Linked DNA regions of Mus musculus: region 1 is linked to region 2. A link is a contact called in public HiChIP or PLAC-seq data. All regions are on one chromosome and are shown on one strand. Each heading gives the region's core, a stretch centred on a gene start, on an enhancer-like site or on the middle of the called end of the contact. The rest is flanking DNA. Distances are from core to core; before and after follow the strand shown. Region 1 holds the start of Tmem30b (transmembrane protein 30B). Region 2 overlaps Slc38a6 (solute carrier family 38, member 6).

Region 1 (6,493 bases), core at 3,552-6,051, 210 kb before region 2:
TAAGGTGTTGTGGTAACACGAATTGTCATCCGGGTGTCTCCTAACGTAAAGGGAAACGTGTCAGAGAAAAATGTTCAAAAAAAAAAAAGAAAGAAAGAAAGAAAGAAAGAAAGAAAGAAAGAAAGAAAGAAAGAAAGAAAAGAAAAGAAAAGAAAGAAGAAAAGTGTCTCTTGTCCCTGTGAATGGAGCCCAGTGGGGTTGAGAGGGGCTTCCTGGTACATTGGTGTGGCTTCTGTAGTAACAGCAAAAAACGCAGGCAGCTCGGGGTGATACTGACCCAGTAGAGAAGGAGAAGGGTATACAAAAATCTATACAAATCAATACAAATATTTTGGAGACTAGTTGTTGCTTCCTATATATAGTGAGACTATCTCAGACAGACCCGCCAGCGATATAAATAACAACACAGAGGCTTATTAATATTTTAAAGCATAGGCCTTTTGCCGAGCAGGAGGGTAGTCTAATCCTGGCTCCTGGTACTCCGTCCCAGCACCTGGCCAGGTCTACCTCTCTGCTCCTCTCTGGTCTGCCTGTTCACCTCCAGGTCATCTGGCTGAATCTCCCAACCTCGCCTTTTCTCCCAGTGTCTACTTCCTGCCCAGCTATTGGCTGTCAGCTCTTTTTTAAAGCCAATCAGATACAACTCTAGATGGCCTTAGGCAGGTGAAGAAGGAACAACTATTTATAAAACATGAGCCTGGCAATGGGTCATTAGCTCTCTGCTGGTACAGAATTAACACTTGAATATACAGAGACACATCTGCACAGAGTGTACCTCAACAGCCCCCTTAGTCCAAAAGAAGATACAAGGATAAACTAAGGGTCCAGGAGGACTGAGTCATGTTAGAACTGTTGCTTTATGCCATGCGGCCATCTTAAGATGGTGGCGTCACATGCCATGTACAACCTTCCTTCAACCTTAGTAAAGATGGCTGAAGCCATGTGGTTACTTACCTCTTGTTGAGGTTATTTGCCAAGATGGAGGAGAGCCACATGGTTGCTATTTAAAAACATATATTTACATAAACAAGGGTTGAATCACAAATATAGGATGCTGCAGCAAATTAAAATTCCTATGTATAGGTTTTAACTATAAACCTTTTGTTATAAAGTTTTAAGCCAAATTCTGTTACAGATTCTTTAACCAAACCCAGTGAGTTTACAAATCTTGAGATAAGAATTTACAGCAGAGCCTTAGGAGGTCAGGGGTTTTATGGTTTGTTTGTTTTGCTTTGTTTTTGAAAACACAATGCAAAGAAATCATAGAGATGAACGATTTAAGAATGGAATATTATGGAACCATAGAGATAAGAGATATTGGGATCATTTGCCTGTATGGTGGCAGAAGTGGCTATAATCTGGGAGAATTTGCAGAGCAAGTGTGCTTGCTGACTGGGGCCATTGATCTGTACTGAGGTGAAGCTGTAGTAAAAAAAAATCTGAGCCCAAGCAGGAAGAGAGAGGGCAGCAAAACAGAACCCCATGATCAAGGGACGGAGGGAGGGCAAGTTCTTATGAACTCCAAGAGGGAGGTGAGAGGGAAACAAGCTGGCAGGAGCTGAGGGACTGCACCGTGGGACTGCAGGTGGGCTGTAGTTCCTGGGGGAAGGCATGGGACATGGAGGGGTGGCAGCAAGTGTCTTTAGTAGAGACCCTCAAGGCTGTCCACATGGTGGGTTGCCCTAAGGGGGGGGGGGGGTAGCAGGAGGCTGCAGGAGACAGAGAGATACTTCTGGAGCGCCAATTGGGAGAAAGAAAGGAAAAGAGTCCCAGGCTGCTGTAGGCAGAGCTGCAGCTCCTGATAGAGACCCAAACAATACAGCAGGAGGGGCGAGCAGGAGAAAAGGGAGGCAGTTACAGGGGTGTATAGGCTAGAGGCAGAGCAGGCTGCAGGAACCAGCGCCCACGTGGAAGGCATAAAAGGCAGAGCCCAGGGAGACAGGAACAGTTAGAAAGCAGGGGGAGAAAGCAACAGCTGGAGAGCCAGACTCCAGAATTTGGACTCAAATCTTGTGGGTGGCCGAAGCCATCAGAAACAAATGATCATTACGTACCTTAAGAGAGTCAGCTCCGCAGCTCAGTCCGGAACGGCCACGTTCCCCAGAAGCGAGCTCATTTATACCATTCCTGTGGTTTCGGCACAAAATAAACAAGTAAAAGAAATAAAAAGTAAAAGACAAGGAAACGTGACAGGTCCTGGGTACAGTGAAGGAGGTTTATTATAGTTATATGGGAGAGCACAGGCAGGGGCAGCAATCTCTGGGAAAGGCCAGAGTGGCCATAACCAGACTGAGCTGTGCCTTGTGAGGAGAGGGGGAGGAGAGAGGAGAGAGGGGAACCAGGTACAGCAGCCAGGAGGACCAAAGGTTCAAAGAGAGTGGGTAACCCAAATGGTTGGATTATATAGGAGAGAGCAACCCAACCCCCTAGATGGAGAGTTCAGGATAAGGAGTGGGATACAGCAGCCAGGAGGGCCCTGGACCAGGTAGGGACTGCAGAACTGCGGGGAGAACCTGGTGGCCAGGTCTGTGTTGCTATGTTAAATGGGCACCTGTCTGCCTTGTCCTGGGCTGGAGACCTAACACATCCGGCTTGACCTTTCTGTTGTGTTTAATCCTACTGACCGTTTTATGCTCTGAAACCTCCACCTCTTTCTGCTCTGGCTTCCCTATCCGTGAACGAGTGTGCTGCTGCCTTTACACCATCCGGGAAAGCTCTGAGTTCCCCGTGTGAGCTTGCAGGGTGTGGTGGCCGTGTGACTGTAGACTTAAGATCCATTAGATAAAGTCGTGAGAACTGGACTCCTTCCTGCAGCCAGGATCACACAGAAGGGTGAATCAATGACATGGGGTGGGTGGAAGTCTCCAGAAGGGTAAAGAGATCTGTCTATTCTTTTATTAAAAGATTAAAAGTGTTAGGGAAACTTTTTGACCCTTTGGGATTCGCTTTTGTGGGGTAGAGGAATAAAGGTAGAAGTGAGGACAGCTGTAGCATTCTCTAAGTTAGCACTTCCAAGCCATAGTCAGTCAATGGAACAAAATCAACCTAACGTCACTCTCATCCACATGTGATGTGACCACATGCCAGCTACTGGCTATTCTGTTCTTATTCCTATGTACTACGTGCCTGCCTCAGGTTTCTATTCCTGTGATAAAATACCAGGACAGAAAGCAACTTGAGAAGGAAGGGCTTATTTCAGACTACACTTCCACACCGCAGTCCATCATCAAAGAACTCAGGGAAGGAACCCGGAGGCGGGAACTGAAGCAGAAGTCATGGAGGAACACTGGCTTGCTCAGCATGCCCTCATCCCTTCTCCATGACCTCCCCGCCCAGTGGGGGCTCCGCCCACCGGGGGCCCCGCCCACATCAATCATCAAACAGAACAACACCCCTCCGGCTTGCCCACATCTTCTCCATGTGGTTCCTTCTTCTCAGATAACTCTAGTACAAACAAACAAACAAATAACAGCCGGAGAGTGCCTTATTAGACTACTAAGATTCCAGTTTGGCCTAATTGCCATTTCTTCTACATTGTTCGGCACAGGGCTGAAGACTTGGAAGACAACATTAAAAATATTTCCAACAGCTCTTAGTTTTCCAAGTCTCTTTGGATTTGGATAAACGGGTATGCACGAATAACAGAGAAAGCACTTAAGCTATTCACACTGTATGAGCTGCAGGAGTGTACTTCTGTACCTAAGGAAGATTCCATGCATAGCCCCCTGTGCCCTTGTGTATTCTAACCAACCCCGAGACAAACAAAAACAACAAACAAACCAGCCCCAAGGCCCAGGCTGGTTGGAGTTTTCATACAGCCTATACATCCTTCTAGTTCAACTAGGACCAAACACGCAAATGTCCTTGGCTGTGGATATCAGCGAGGCCCTCCAGGGCCTTGGGTCGGGCCTTTCTCTAATCAAGAAGATCTGAAAAGAACATCACATTCAGGCCACAGCATTTTTTTTTCTCATTGGTGGTTCCTCCCACCAGCTAGAGAAGACATTCAAAGGCTGCAAACTCTCCCAGTCATTGATTCTTAATAAATCATTTTATTTTTACAGAACTTTTCACCTTTTGTAGTTATTAAACCAGACTGGAGCATTTGGCTAGGAACTAATCCCCCCCTTACATAAAAAGGGGAGAATAAGAACTCCACGTTGAAATTGATACAGCTACCACAATGTAACTCCCAGGGCACTGTATTTTGTGCTTGAAAACTAAGTGAAACCCTACTTAAGACTCACCCTTTTCCTTAAATAACGAGGATTAACAGCCTTAACGAGGTAATAAATAATCAAGCCAACAGAACCCCACCCTGGAGCAAGCTCTGGGGTGGAACTTTCTTGTTTAAGTCAGGCTTGTGATCTGGGGAAAGTTGCTCGGGCCCTGTGGAAGGAGACAGGAACCTGACCAAAGAGATGACCCACTCTGAGCCCATCACTTGCCCACGGAGGAGCGGGAGAGCTGGGAGGAGGAGGGGAGGAGAAGTGGGAGGAGGGAGAGAAGGAGGAATAGAGAGGAGGAGGAGTCAGACAGGGAGGATCGAAGGGCCAGAGCCTGGTGTGGTGAGGAGCCTCGCCCTGCTCACCTGGGAAGGGCGCCATGCAGGGGCGGAGCCAGTCCCAGGTCACCTGGGCGGTGGCGGAACTGAGCAGTCCCGGGGCAGAGGCAGCGCGCCCCGCAATCGGCCTCACCTGCGTGGGGGGCGGGGCTGGCGCACCTGCGCGGGCGGGCGGGCTGGGGGCGGGGCCGGGGAGCAGCCGTCGAGCTGAGCAGGCGAGCGGAGGCGGGAGGCTCGCCGCTGATCCTGGGTTGAGAGTCGGCGGCCGCAGGCCCCGGCTGAGATCCCCGCCATGACCTGGAGCGCCACGGCGCGGGGCGCGCACCAGCCCGACAACACCGCCTTCACTCAGCAGCGCCTCCCCGCCTGGCAGCCGCTGCTGTCGGCGGGCATCGCGCTGCCGCTCTTCTTCTGCGCCGGCCTGGCGTTCATCGGCCTGGGCCTGGGCCTCTTCTACTCCTCCAACGGCATCAAGGAGCTGGAGTACGACTACACCGGCAACCCCGGCACCGGCGATTGCTCGGTGTGCGCCGCCAAGGGCCAGGGCCGCGCTCCGCCGCCCGGCTGCGCTTGCTCCTGGAGCTTTACGCTGCCCGAGCTCTTCCCGGGCCCCGTGTACCTCTACTACGAGCTGTCCAACTTCTACCAGAACAACCGGCGCTACGGCGTGTCCCGCGACGACGCGCAGCTCAGCGGCCTGGCCAGCGCGCTGCGCCACCCGGCCAACGAGTGCGCCCCCTACCAGTTCCGCTCCGACGGTCTGCCTATCGCACCGTGCGGCGCCATCGCCAACAGCCTCTTCAACGACTCCTTCTCGCTCTGGCACCAGCGCCAGCCCTCGGACCCCTTCGTCGAGGTGCCGCTCGATCGCACCGCCATCGCCTGGTGGACCGACTACCACGTCAAGTTCCGCAACCCGCCGCTGGTGAACGGCAGCCTGGCGCTGGCCTTCCGCGGCACGGCGCCGCCGCCCAACTGGCACCGGCCGGTTTATGAGCTCAGCCCGGATCCCAACAACACCGGCTTCATCAACCAGGACTTCGTGGTGTGGATGCGCACCGCGGCGCTGCCCACGTTCCGCAAGCTCTATGCGCGCATCCGCCAGGGCAACTACTCCGCCGGTCTGCCCCGGGGCACCTACCGTGTCAACATCACCTACAACTACCCGGTGCGCGCCTTCGGCGGCCACAAGCTCATCATTCTTAGCAACATCTCTTGGATGGGTGGCAAGAACCCTTTCCTGGGCATCGCCTACCTGGTCGTTGGCTCCCTCTGCATCGTCATGGGCTTTGTCATGCTGGTCGTCTACATTCGCTACCAGGACCAGGACGACGACGACAACGATGATGAGTGATCCTGCTTCCCAAGAAACCCTGCCTGCTTCTTGGCCAAGCCGCTTTTAGCGGTGGCCTTTGTTCCTAACACAACTTCAGGCCCACAGATCTGTTGTGGAAGATGGGCCTGGTGAAGGGAATTACCCGCCACGGGACTGTTCTCAGGTTCTGGACTGCAGAGTGACACATCTTGCCATTTTCCCCATCTTCTCCATGGCTTACCGACTTGACACGCCAGGTCCTTAAGATTCCTGGATTGGAACTCATTAAGACCAACAGCCAGGATCCCGATTTTGAGCCTAAACTTTTGTTCCTTCCTCTAGGCACACCTCCCTCCGCTTTCTGGGAGGGAGATATCAGATGGGGCGGGGAAGTGTTGGGATGGCAAATGATACCCGCTGATTGCCCGCAGAGGCACAGAGGAGCAGGGAAAGCATATTGGTTAAGATTTAAGTCGATGACGAGGCACCAGGCCCCTCAGGTTCTGACACAGTAAGGCCAGGATGAGCAAGCTTCTCTGGAATCCTTGTGCCCTTGAATTGGAATCTTGAGCCAGGTTGGGCCTGAAGTACTCACCTGAATTCAGTTTTACCTG
Region 2 (6,543 bases), core at 3,227-5,726:
CTGACGAGTGCGTGCAACACTGGGTGAGCCGAGGGGCTGGGTGCTGTGCTGTGATTGCTTGTGAGTTTTGCTTATCTTTTCTTTCTTGCTCTACATTTTGTTTTTGTTTTCGATATTCTTAATGAAAAAGGAAAAACCTCCACAAACTTTGCAGGAAACATCTCCAAAATATATACTTATATTTTTACGAGTGTCTTTCAGGCATCTGAAGAGAAAGGCACCAACGTGCCTGAGTACAGGCCTTAAGCGTGATTTGTCAGATTCGCCACAGTGCTAAAATGGCCTGGATAGATGGCCTTACAAGCAAGTGGCAGAAAGCAAGGCCACAGGTGGGATGAGGGCATCTGTCCTTCTTTCGTTGCATAATTAAAATTAAAAATATATTCACCATAAAAAGTGAGGTAGCCAAAGAGTGCAGACACAAAGTAAACCAGAAAGCTCAACGCAATCGCTGTGTTGGTCACATTCTGCATCCTTTTCTTTGAAGGGCTGAAACAACAAACAAACAAATACCCAGTGAAGGTTGACAAAGCCAGTGATATGAATCATATCTGAAGAAACGAGCATTGCAAGGCCAGTCAGGGCCAATCATGAGTTCTTCGATGACTACACACTAGAATTCACAGGTGGACACTCAGAAACAGAGATGGTGTCACTGGCAACCTTCCCAGTGAGGACAGACTGAGCTCTTGGCTGCTGTGGTGCTATGAATAGGAATCAGCTCCACAGACTCCTGTGTTTGAATGCTTGACTTAGAGGGAGTGACACTACTAGGAGGTGTGGCCTTGTTGAAGTGGGTGTGGCCTTATTGGAGGAAGTGTGTCACTGGGGGATGGGGTGGGCTTCGAGGTCTCCTATGTTCAAGCTACACCCCGTGTGGTACACAGTCTCCTCCTGATGCTTATGGATACAGATGTAGAACCCTTGGCTTCTCCAGCACCATGTCTGCCTGCCCACCATGACGACAATGGACTGAACCTCTAAACCATAAGCCAGCCCCAACTAAATGTTTTCCTTTATAAGAGTTGCTGTTGCTGGGTGTGGTGGCACACGCCTTTAATCCCAGCACTCGGGAGGCAGAGGCAGGCGGATTTCTGAGTTCTAGGTCAACAGAGTGAGTTCCAGGACAGCCAGGGTTACACAGAGAAACCCTCTCGAAAAAAACAAAAAAAAAAAGTTGCTGTGGGGGGCTGGTGAGATGGCTCAGTGGTTAAGAGCACTGACTGCTCTTCCGAAGTTCCTGAGTTCAAATCCCAGCAACCACATGGTGGCTCACAAACATCCGTAACAAGATCTGACGCCCTTTTCTAGAGTGTCTGAAGACAGCTACAGTGTACTTACATAATAAATAAATAAATCTTTAAAAAAAAAAAAGAGTTGCTGTGGTCATGGAGTCTCTTCACAGTAATAAAACCCCGACTAAAACAATTACTTTGTTTTGTTTGTAAGCTAACACTTGGAATTCAGGGCAATGGGGAAGGGTTCATAAGTGAGAATGTGACTTGATCTGAAGGCCACAGCGTTCCACAGTACCTTTGAAGCTCACAGTATATGGGCAATACTGAGGTATGGCAGAGAAAGGAAAAAGCCATGGTTGGTATGGCGTAAACGCTCTGAAAAAAAATTAGAACAAAACACTATTATCTGTTACATCATTTGTATTTGATAATAACCTCAGTTCTTCTTGCTTTAATTACATTGTTATTTAGTTAGCCCTTGCAGAGGTCAGAGGGTGACTAAGGAGTCAGGCTTGCCGAAGACACTCATACAGCTGAGCCATTGCCAGCACAACAATAAAGCTCTTTCTAAAAAACAACTTAGTCAAATCTGTGCCATCTTTTGTGAATGATCTCTTCATACGACAGACAGAAAGAGAGAGAGAGAGAGAGAGAGAGAGAGAGAGAGAGAGGGGAGAGAGGAGAGAAGAGGATCTGCAGTGGCCAGCAACTACTATAGCTTAGGTGGCTTGCCGATTCTAACCACATTTTCTGGCTGGCCTCTCAAATCATGTTGCTTTATTACAATGATCACTTTCTACATTATTTGGATAAGATAAAACTAATTTAGGTAATATATAAAGAGCTACATTTAAAATAATTTTTATTATAATTCCAGTTGTTCTTAAGGTATGCACGATTTAAATACATCTCATTACCCAAGCAGCAATAGTGCTAATGCTTTCAAATCTGCTTTTAGTTACTCGATCCAAGTAAGTACTCCAAATAGAAGCCACATCTTTGTACTGCCAGAATCCATGACCAAGATCTTTCTTAATGAGCACCAAGATCATTAATTCTAGACCTGAAAAACTCCTTAGGATCTCATGTAATACATAAGCCTAAGGTTTCTTTAAAAATTATTATTAGAATACTTAACAAGAGCCAGAGAAAACTAGCAAGCCAAACGTTATTACCTCTACATTAAAGAACTGTCTTTAACAAATGGATGGTAATGATTTATTTTCTCTTTTCTGGTCTAAAAATATTTCTCCTGAGCTAGTGTTGGGCTCTTCACCAAAAGAAGTTCCAGATGAAGGCCTACTTTGGAATATCGTACCTAGGACGTTGTGTTTCTTGAAGCTGTATTAGGGGAATGAGAGCTTAAGACACGTTCTCTGTTTCATAAGCTGCTCAGTTTCCTGGCCTGTCAACTCCCCTGCCCTGATCTAAGGCCCACGGAGGTCTCCGCCGTGTGAGAGATGTGGTGACCTCCTCACAAGGCTTGGGAAGACGCTTCTTGTTATAAACTGGAGATAAAAGGGAAAGTTTTGCACGGAGAACAACCCACATTAACATTCTATACTAACAAAGCTGTGCAGCGAGGAGAGGAGAGTCTGGTGTCTGGGGCCTGCAAAACCACATTTCAGCAGAAAAACAAAGTCGAGAGGAAGAGACTCCCAGAAACAGGAAGGCTCCGCCTTTTCCGTGAGAGCAAAGCCGGAGCCCCTGTTTGCCTGCTTGTGCTCAGGGATTCTTCCAGGCACTTTCCGGAGCCTACAGCTCTCTTAAGAGTGGGCATGGGACTTGGGTTTCTGGTCTCTGCTGTGAACATCATAAATTTCCCTGGAGTTCTGCTCAGAAGGTACTGGCAGTACTCAAATGCTGGCCCATTGATGAGGCTGTTTAACTAGAGACCAAAGTCCTACTCACCAGGGAGGAGTTTTTGATGTAATTGGCGATTTAGCTTTACAAGTCCAGAGCGCAACAGGAAAGCCATATCCACAGAGGACCTTACTGGCCAGACCAGACATTTGGTAAATCTGTTCTTTTAGGCAAAGGCCCATTTAAAACAGGCTCCATTTAAAAGCATGCCAAAAGAAAGAAAAGAAAAAGGTGGCTGTTTCATAATGGGCCACCCTGTGTTAAATAATATTATTCTTCTGGTAGGCAATCCTATACTTAGCACTTTCATGAAAATTAATTAGTTACAGGTACAAAGACCTAAGAGACCCTGTAACACAAATCTCTTAAAACTTGAAATGTGAAAAATCAACCAAAAGTATCTGTTAATAACTTACACACCTCTTTGGAGAAATGAAAGAGCTTTGGTTTACAGTCATCTGTTGCGTTTGAAATCTGTTTAAGAGTATTGAGGGGAAAAGAAAAACCAATAGGTATTAAAAGTCAGAATACATCAACAAATATGATGAATTTATTACTACTAGAATTTCAAATCAAATTACTTCAAAGAAAAGGTCTAAACTGTTACGTAACTATTACCTTTCACCAACTAGGAAAATAATCATTTATCTTCAATTTCTTTTTTTTAGTTGAAAGGTTAAAAATAAAAAAAAGCTAAAAATTATTACCTGAAAGACTTCATTGATGCAATCTAAGGTCACAGGACAAGGAACGGCCCATTTTTTAATTACTACCTGTAAAAGTAAATGCAACCAGCACTTAGATGATCTGTAGTGAAATTCATCACAAGTTGATGCTTTCAATAAAGCCAAACAGAAGTTTCCTTGATGCTCCGATTTTCCCAGAGAGAATGGGGTCACCCTTTAACATGGTCACTGGGCGGAGGGGAGGGCCCAGCATGACAGGAGTGCTTTACATCTGATCAGTGGGGAATCCTGCTCATCAAAGACTCTTGTGTCAATTTTCAAAACTCCAGCAGTACACTGGTTCTGTTTTTAAAGTGCAACTCAAAGAGGAAGCACACTTTCAATAATAACTGCAAAGATTATCTATTATCGTCAGTGGCAGACAGAGCAGAAGAGAGGCAGAAGTGGGGGGAGACTTTAATTCTCAGTGTGCTTGTTGGTACTCCTGATGAACACACACTTTCACCTCTTCAGGTTTTCACGTTCGTGCTATTGGTGAGTGTGGAGAAAGCTGGCCAGAATCGGGTGCAGAGCTAGGGAACTCCAGCTGGAGGGATGCTGTTTCCCAGGACCATCAACGGGCATGCTTCAGGATTTGACTCTTAATTGTGGCCGTCCTGTTCCTGCAGCCCCAGTTGTGGCTGTGTCAACACTGCCATTGTAGCCCTGTTGCAGGCACATAATTACTCTGCAAATGTTTGCTCCAGGCTAAATCCCAGCATACAAAGGGGCAGAGGAAGAAAGGAAGCTTTTGTCTTTGCGGAGACAAGTAAGTAAATACTATTCCTATTTGGAACTTATCTAGTTTGGGACTTTAACAAATTCAATCAAAATTTTATACAGTGATAAATCTAAAGAAAACACACACTTTTAGGATTAAGTTAATGAGAGAACCCAAGAGTCACTTTTAATTTAAAATCTAACCCCCAAGGGGGTGGGGGTGTCTAAGGGACAAACTGGGTATTTCCAGGTAAGTTTTCAAAATAAAACCAACTCCAACCATCAATTTATCAAGAGACAAGAACAAAACAAGAACCAAGAATCTCATTATCTTTTCTTTTCCTGAAAAGTTGGGTTTTTTTTTGTTTGTTTGTTTGGTTTGGTTTTATTTAGGTTTTGTTTTGTTTTAAAAGAGAGATGGAGTGTGGGGTGAGAATGAAGGTAGCTGGAAAAGCAGGGTTCAGCCCTACTGATGCCACTGCAAATTCAATGTCTCCTGTTTTCCTCTTACTGGGTGGGTGGAGGGGGGGGGGAGAGCAGCCTCTGACAGCAACAGAGCCTCCTGGCTTCCTGAGACTGCTGAGTACCAGTCCTTGAATGCCAAGTCAAAATCCTTCAAGATACAATATAGCCTATTTCATTGATTAGGAAAACATTATTGGCAACTTAGTTTTACACTAACATAAATTCCATTATTACAGCTAATTCCTGTGGGTCATCCCAGCTTCAAACCTGCATGGTGCATTGGGGTGGAGAGAGATGCAGACAGGTGAGGAGTGGGCAGAGACCCAAGCACAAGAGAGAGGAGAGTCACAGGAAGTCCTTGCTTGGCGCTGAAGACAGACTGGGCAAGAAGGGCACTCTGGGGGATGGGAAGAGAAGAAGAGAAATCACCTTAGGCACTAAAAATACTTAATGCCCTTGCACAAAAGGCCCTTCCATTTCTGCAGGGCAGCTCCCAGCTTACTTCCTCCCATGTTCCTTTACAGAGATCTCAGCAACTCACCCCAACTCTCTCAATGCCAGTGACAAGAAGGTAGGTTAGAAAAATAAGGGATGAAGGCATCTCTTACTGTCACTTTGAGCCACTGCCAAATTGAAACATGTTTAAACGTAGATACTCTCAAAGGAAAATGTATGCTAAATTTTTAATGGCAATCGGGATCTGGAAGAATAGCTAGTAGAGACACTCCGGTCTGCATTGCTTCACGAGAACAATTAAGACGACGTTTTCTGGATCGATTCTATAAACTATAACATAAATGTAATAAACTTATGCATACCAGTCTCAAAGTAAACAATGGGCAGAGATGCTGAGACAGGTAAGGAATGGGCTAGGACCCAACCACAGGACGGGAGAGAATTGCCGGCGTCTCACGTTTTAAAAACTGGTATGTGTTTTTTAGAGTTAGTTAGCTGGGCATGGTAGAAAACAGCTTGAATGCCAGCCCTAAGGGGGCAGAGGCATGGGCAGATACATTTCTGTGAATTCCAGGCCTGTCTGGTCTACATAGTAAGCTCATGGGCAGCCAGGGTTACACAGTAAAACCCTGTCTCAGAAAACAAAAAAAGACAAAAACAAAAATAGAAATAGAATCTCTAATAAACATGGCAATAAAAAAACAGCATTAAAAAGTATAAACTTCATGGTCTTGCTAGAGTCTAAATTTCAACTCTTCTCACAGGTAGAAATTCAAGTAGATGATTTGTGGAGCATCAGGATTAATATGGGAGAATTATTTCCATGTGACCCCTGCAGCAGAAACCTGCATTGAATTAAAGAGTATCTGCTGCAGCAGAAACAAAACACTGCAATAGACATATTGCATCAATGCACTCCACCTGTGTTAAGCTATTGACTGTGAAAACGGAATTACTTCTACCTATGAAATGCTTGCCTTGTCGATTAAGCGCCAGGGCAAAATTCAGTATGTTATCTACAGGCGATTAAGATTCATACATTCCTATGTGTATGTGGGATACCATCTAACCTCATG

The links. HiChIP or PLAC-seq counts read pairs in DNA pulled down with a chosen protein or histone mark.
Region 1: an H3K4me3 HiChIP or PLAC-seq map of embryonic limb bud shows a contact between it and region 2, with 3 times the contacts expected there. The contact joins the promoter of Tmem30b here to the enhancer-like site in region 2. A contact is called at or near these places in 3 of 39 promoter capture datasets (HPC-7-derived erythroid cells, frontonasal cranial neural crest and maxillary cranial neural crest), 1 of 484 Hi-C or Micro-C datasets (nephron progenitors), 4 of 115 datasets of contacts at active chromatin or transcription factors (craniofacial prominence, embryonic limb bud, embryonic stem cells and 1 more) and 1 of 9 other capture datasets (liver).

Annotation. Positions count from the first base shown.
Region 1 is chr12:73,544,703-73,551,195 of GRCm38.p6, reverse strand. It overlaps Tmem30b (transmembrane protein 30B), which reads left to right and starts at 4,801. Exons shown (of 1, transcript NM_178715.3): 1 at 4,801-6,493. The coding sequence starts at 4,857. The coding sequence ends at 5,918. 2210039B01Rik (RIKEN cDNA 2210039B01 gene) reads right to left here and starts at 2,713. Exons shown (of 4, transcript NR_044985.1): 1 at 2,625-2,713; 2 at 2,055-2,127; 3 at 955-1,000; 4 at 1-40.
Region 2 is chr12:73,338,739-73,345,281 of GRCm38.p6, reverse strand. It overlaps Slc38a6 (solute carrier family 38, member 6), which reads right to left. Exons shown (of 16, transcript NM_001037717.3): 9 at 3,809-3,874; 10 at 3,522-3,575; 11 at 1,534-1,613; 12 at 389-489. Among named protein-coding and RNA genes, the nearest start is that of Slc38a6, 55 kb to the right of the region's middle. Within about 2 kb of position 4,476, at least 32 of the 459 cell types and tissues checked have an H3K27ac peak or open chromatin away from gene starts, as enhancers often do. A contact at or near this core is called in craniofacial prominence and embryonic limb bud, where this site is marked.